Linked DNA regions of Xenopus laevis: region 1 is linked to region 2. Evidence: chromatin contacts called from public Hi-C data. All regions are on one chromosome and are shown on one strand. Each heading gives the region's core, a stretch centred on a gene start, on an enhancer-like site or on the middle of the called end of the contact. The rest is flanking DNA. Distances are from core to core; before and after follow the strand shown.

What was found. Hi-C and Micro-C count contacts between places; a contact is called where the count stands out from the background.
Region 1: a Hi-C map of the XTC cell line shows a contact between it and region 2, with 2.0 times the contacts expected there. The contact joins the promoter of gadd45a.L here to the enhancer-like site in region 2. A contact is called at or near these places in 2 of 4 Hi-C or Micro-C datasets (the XL177 cell line and the XTC cell line).

Annotation. Positions count from the first base shown.
Region 1 is chr4L:78,204,653-78,207,933 of Xenopus_laevis_v10.1, reverse strand. gadd45a.L (growth arrest and DNA damage-inducible protein GADD45 alpha) reads left to right here and starts at 1,318. Exons shown (of 4, transcript XM_018258205.2): 1 at 1,318-1,539; 2 at 2,226-2,327; 3 at 2,986-3,199. The coding sequence starts at 1,496.
Region 2 is chr4L:78,168,461-78,171,900 of Xenopus_laevis_v10.1, reverse strand. The region is part of intron 2 of gng12.L (guanine nucleotide binding protein (G protein), gamma 12 L homeolog); the gene reads right to left. Among protein-coding and RNA genes, the nearest start is that of gng12.L, 24 kb to the right of the region's middle. Within about 2 kb of position 1,425, at least 4 of the 7 cell types and tissues checked have an H3K27ac peak or open chromatin away from gene starts, as enhancers often do.

The sequences.
Region 1 (3,281 bases), core at 69-2,568, 36 kb before region 2:
GCCAATATATTTCACTAAACATACATAGTAAGCCAGAAGGGGAAATTATATTCCCTACTGAACTGCATGGAAAGCACAGCTGTCTGAAAAAAACTTTAGGGCCTTACTGTGACCAGGTCCTGACTGGGGTTCAAAATAGGCCCAGGCATTTTAGGTACAGAGAGGCCCAAACTGTCTCCTACCAGCCCATTAAATAGTGAGTATCTATATGGCATCTTACAGCAGCCCCTCTGGCATTAGCCAGAATCTACAGATTGCCAGTCCAGGCCTGTGACCTACAAATGGAATGAGGTGCAGGCAGGGGCGTAACTACATAGGACGCAGACTCTGTGGCTGCAGGGGGCCCAGGTGGTATAGGGGGATCCATGAGACCCTAATTAATAAGCAATTTCAACATATATTTGGAAAAAGGACAACCTCTGGATATTGGGGGCCCTAAAATTAATATGCTGTGGGGCCAAGTAACATCTACTTACACCACTGTATGTAGGTTTTCAGATCAGGGGGAGGGTTCCAGAAATGAAGGGCAAGTACACAAGTAACCTCTGACACTTACTTACAGTGACTTCTACAACTAACACAGTGATTCCTGATCATAACCTATTTACCATTGCTCTTATAGTCTTTGAGACAATCTCTACTGTTCTCATTCTTGCCCAAATGTGAATAAAATGATTGTTATTTTTATCTTACGCACACAGGCAGGTAAATATTCATTGGAAACAGGGCCTGGAGCAATGTATATCCCATTAACAGTTACTTACTCCAACAATCGGCTAGAGCAGTGTGCAGGGACTCTTCCATGGGAACACATACTGCAACATGCCCTGCGGATAGTAGGGGCCAGATTCAAATAAAAGAATCTCATATACAGAAGATTATATTGGGACCCCCAGTGGGATGATTTTGGGATGTGTAAGGTTATATTATATTATGCTAGCAATAAAAGGTATTTTATTATTAAAGGTGAACATCAAAGTACTGGCAAATAACCTTATGTGTCATTCTCTGTAATTTTAATGCAAAAGCATGCAATTGTTAAAGGACTAACTTTTCTATAACTATATAAAAGGTTCCATAGTTCTCAGCAGTGAAAGGGTTATTTACACAATGTTCAGCACCTGGCAACTGTAGTCAGCCAGTCACAAGGCAGGTCCATAGTATGCCCCGCCCCTGGACTCTCTGTACTCTCTGTTCCCAAAGCAGCAGAAGAGGTCATGTGTATGACCGGCAGCTTGATTTACATGAACCAATCAGCAGCGTGATACGCAAATGAGGAGAGCTGTGGTTGGTTGAGTGTTTGCGTATGAAGCCGGGCTAGTGAGCGCGTGAGAGTAGAGTGTGTGGAGTCAGCAAGTGGAGAGCACGGGATAGTGCTGAGCTGTCGTGTCAATTCAGTGAAACTTTCCAGTTCCCAGAAAGAGCCTCACTTGCCTCAGCCTCCAGTGGATCTGTGCAGAGCTAGGGAGGAGTGCAACGTGTGCAGCTGTATAATATGACTCTGGAGGATCAACTGTCTGCGGATCAGACCATTGGAAAGTAAGATCACTTGCTACGAAGGGCCGGTTATAGTGCTCGTCTGTGCTGCTTTTTGGGGTACTTAGAAGAATTTGTCTGCGTCAGAGAGGATTTGTTGTGGTCAGTGCAAAAGGATTGTGCAACATGGGAGTTGTGTGATGTGCACATGCCTCCCCTGCACTGCTGTGTGTGTCTCTCTGCTATTAGAAGGGCCCCATGTACTAATTGGGTTAAAGTGCAGTGACCAGTTGCAGAGCCTCCCAAATGTGCAGTTTTCCCCTTGTCCTGAGGTGCCTTCATCCCACTTGCCTATTGGCTTCTTTCCATTGCTGGTGCAGCAAGTCTGTATCCCATACAATCCAGATCTGAATGCTAAACACCCAATGGCTGATCTTTAAAGCTGTGACCCTGCTGTTTGCATTGGACTACAGCTCCCAGCATCCCTCACGGCATAATCCAGTGCTCATTTTTAGGCTGAGCAAGCTTTTCCTTTGTAAGTGAAAATATGTGCTATATGGACTCTGCAACAAGATATATAATGTGTTTGTACATCTAAGAAAGTTCATTAGTGCCTGTTGTTACTGAAATTGCTTACATAGTGCCTGACTCATGAATGGTTAAGATGCTATAGGTATAGGGAATAGCTCCCAAGTCCCGTTTGCATGCTTTGCTCAGATGCTCATGCGTTTGTCTTGTATCATTGGCAGGATGGAGTCGGTGGGAAACGCGTTGGAGGAGGTGCTCCGCACGGCCAAACTGCAGAGGACCATCACCATTGGGGTGTATGAGGCTGCAAAACTTCTTAATGTGTATGTAGAAACATTATTTCCTCTGAAGGGCACTTTGAACTACACTGTTGTTTATACATGAAATGAACTTTGAGATTAGTCTTTTGTGGGAATCATTCTCTCCGGATGAAGGACTCAAACTTAGTAAAAGCACTTGAAAAGGGAACATTTCACTTTAAATTAATATTTAATAAACTAGAGACCCTCTGCTTTTGCTCTAAATATTTTATTGTCTGTGGTTTTCTTAAGTAACTAGCTTTTTGTTCAGCTGCTATCGGGTTACTAGGGTCCAGTTTACCCTAGCAACCAGACAGTGGTTTGAATGAGATGTAAATTGGAGGGTGTGTGGATAGAAAGATGAGTAATAAAAAGTAACAATGCAATTATAGCCTGACAGAGCAGTAGTATTTTAGTTGTCGGGGTCAGTGAATCCCAATTTCAGATTGCATTTTAAATTGCAAGCTGGAGAAAAAAAAAAAATGGAAGATCAGTTGAGAAGTTGTCAAGCACAGGACCTTCTATAACACACAAAAAGTTATACAAACGTAAAGGTGGACTAGCCCTATCATGTCATTCTATCTAGTCTTTGGGAACATCTATATACATTACAGTAATATTGCACAAGGCTTAAATACAGGGTCACAATTAAATGTTTTCTTTACACCTCTTGTTTTCTCAGGGACCCAGACAATGTTGTGCTTTGTCTGTTGGCTACTGACGATAAAGACGGTCAGGATGTCGCTTTACAGATCCACTTCACCCTGATCCAGGCATTTTGCTGTGAGAATGACATTAACATCCTGAGAGTGAGCAACATGAGTCGGTTGGCCGAGATCCTGGGCGGCTCTGAAAAGCCAGGGGAACCTGCTGATCTGCATTGTATTCTAATCAACGTAGGTGACACTCCTGTAGAGGCTGCATAGAGGGGCTTGGGTGGGTTCTGCAGTTAGCATACCAAAACAATAACAGAGGGGC
Region 2 (3,440 bases), core at 176-2,675:
ATCTAGGATGAAAGAGAGAACATTTGTGCCTATAGGTTATCCACCCACTTAAACTGTAAGCTCTATGGGACACTGTGCTGCTTACTACACGGCACTTGCTGTACAAATTTTAAAACTGTACAGCGTTGCTTATCCATCTAGCACTTTTTTTGCTGGGTAAATATCAGCTGCCCTCTGCCAGAATAATGCACAGCGGGTATTATTCGCTGCTTATAAATAAAACTTGGTTGTCTGGTTAAAAAAAAAAGTTTTAGACAAAAAAAAAAAAAACAAACAAACAAACATGAGTGAGGCCTCAAACCACAACCCCTAAGTGGAAAGGTTATCACAGCTGTGACAGGCTGTAGTATCAATAAAAGGGCAGAAGTGTAAGTAAGGGGGGGGGGGGAACCTTTCACAACCAAATTGCTTGTGAGAAAAAACGGATGTTTTCCCACGACTTGCAGCAGTTGACTGTTCAGGCTAAAGGCACAGAGAGCTGTCCTCTCTGCATATGGAGAGAAGTTCCAACTGCTCCTTCAATACTATTTCACAGCTTTTAGTCCCTGAAATATTGTACCAAAAACAGTGTCAGTGTTTTATGTTTTATCTGTTGCTGTATACTACAACAGAACCAGAAGCGAGTGCAATGGACAGATATGGAAAATCAAATATTGCTTTGTGCATTACGCTAAAGAAAAAAAAATACATTTATATTTGAGAATATGTTGATGGCATAGTATACAGTAGCTTAATGTTTACATGCTAATTTTGCGCGCGCGTGTGTGTGTGCCACAAAACAGATTCATACAATTTTCAGACGCGGTTTGTAGTGCCCTTACATTTTTCATGCCATGGCGATCGATCAGTCAGTCGATCTGACAGGTTTAAAGATTTATATGGGCTACCAAAAATTTCGCAGCATGTATTGCCTATGTGACAATATCCGTGGGTGATTGTCACTACTATTTGTCCGACATTACTTTCTTACGATTGCTGCCTGTCAACGGATGGCCCGAGCATTGTGTGATTTCTTCTCTTTACTACTTTATTTTAATCTGAAAGGTTAGTTGCAGGTTGGAACGGTTGATACAACCTAATAATCTGCATGTCTATGGCCATTTGTAACTATATTTCCATTACCAGAAAGTAGCTTGCCTGAGTTCATTTTAGATATCCCCTTTACCTGTCTACAGAAAATTACAGACAAATCTAAACCGTCAGAGCCAATTCCTTAACTTTTATTGGATGAGCACACTGCACATAATGTATCTGCACTCACATTCAGGAGATAACCCGATTGCCTCATGTGATATTAAAAGTACAATCATCGTATTACAAGCACGTGTCCTTTGAAATGTCATTCTGTCCCAACAAGCAATGCTTGCTCTGCACTTGCATCACCTGCCACCGGCGCATCTCAGCAAACAAAGGTCATCTGGTGTATATCACATTCCCAGAACACAAGGTTCATACAGAGGGGTGAAGGCACAGGGCTAGTCCCAGACTTGCAATGAAACCAGGAAAGAATGAAATCCTTCTTGTGACCTGCATTATACATCTTGCATTGTATTCATTACATCAACTGAAGGCAAGTTTCACCTGGGGCTAGAAAGAGTACACGTATTGTTAAAAGGATCTTTTACATGCAAAGGTAGTATGTACTCGTCAGTTAATCCAGGTCTACTTGAAACTATTCACTCAGATGTGGTTAGTAAAACAATACACTACATTGCCAACACCCCTTATACTTTGTAACAGTGGCTATGAATGCTCCCACTTAACATATCAGCCCCTGTAAGGGTTACAGCACACAGGCAGATTCAGGGAAATTAGTCGGGCGGCAGGATGGCACTCGGAACTATTCATTTTCCATAGTTGCCTCACAACAAAACTTCGGGCGACTTCAGAAAATTAATCGCTTTTCCATATACAACACACACACACAAAAAAAAACATACTAACTTTAATTATGGGCGAAAAGGGTACGTCTTAATGCACAACTAGCAATATTTATCCTCTCTGAAGACAAGAGATTGTGTGGAATTTCACACGTCTATAATAAGCAACATTTGGTAAAACTATTGTCTGACCTTTTCTGGTGGAACTCATCTACGTGAGGCCTACGTGTAGGTGATAAATGCCCTTGTGCACTTTCAACTGACAAAACAATGCCATATTATAGGAAACCGATTTACTTTGTCATAAAATGTAGCCAATATGCATTTACAGAAGACGATATTCCTTTTAAAATCATGCAGAGCTTTGAGTCAAAATAGCAGTTATCAAATGACATTACAAATACTTTGTTTGGAAAATGACATCTGCAATATTTTTTTTAAAAAACAAACAATTGAACGCCTAAGCAACAACTGCCATGTTAATAGCCCTGCTTTAGGCAGACATACAATGCATGGTATCCAAATACTGTACATGGGGCGGTGCAAGGTATGATTGCCAGCCTGACATACACACTTTGTTTTGTATATTACCAGTATATTTATGAAAATCTTAAGGTGTCTCAAAATTTTCCATTTTAAAGTATTCGCATGCACTGCATTTTATAAACCCATGAGGTTTGATCACTGACCCCACCAGTGACCAGGCCGCTGAATTGACCTGAAACACAGTTTTTCTAGAATTCAATGTCAGCAGCTTCACCTCTCAATGTAACAACAAAGGCTGCTGCAGCTGCACTAGAAAAAGGACAATGTATACACTTTAATACTTTGTATGTGTTTCGAAGCACAAACTATAGGTGGTTGCGATTGTATGTGTTCTGCATTCGATGCAATTTTAGTCTAGCCAGGTGACTGAAAATAAAATAGGGATTTTTAGATTTTTTAACCTGGTTGATCAATTTTCTGACAGATGTCGGCCAAAAAATGGTAAGATGTACGATCGTTCGAATCCCACTAACCGCACGATAATTATGAACGATCGGTCGGACTTCGCTTAAATCGGTCGTCTATGGGGACCTTAACATTTAAAAAAAATTGGTCACTGAAGGCTCTTGGGGGGGGGGATTAGGCTATTGAGCTACCAAAATTTGCAACTGCCATCCCAAGTATGGCAAGCTGTAGGACTCCGAGCTTACTCCTCTTGACTTAGTTTTATAACCAACTATAAGAATAGTTAAGCAATTTAAAAGGAAACGTATACCTTGCAACGTTTAAGCATCCTAATAGGTGCTAGTTCACACTTTGGAGGCTCAATTTTTATTGTTTTTGCTTGGGCACAGGTCTCCTTAAAAATGAAAATATCCCACCTTTTTCTAAAAATTTCTTTTTGGGAGGGGTCTCTTTTGCACTTCTATCTATTCTTAATAAAGGATATCATTTCTAAGGCAGTTTACTTTCAACTATACAATTAATATAATAATAAATAGTATTCTGTAATTTTTATACATGTGCTGTATTTATTTTTTTAAATTAGCGAGAACATAACATTTAAAGAAGCCC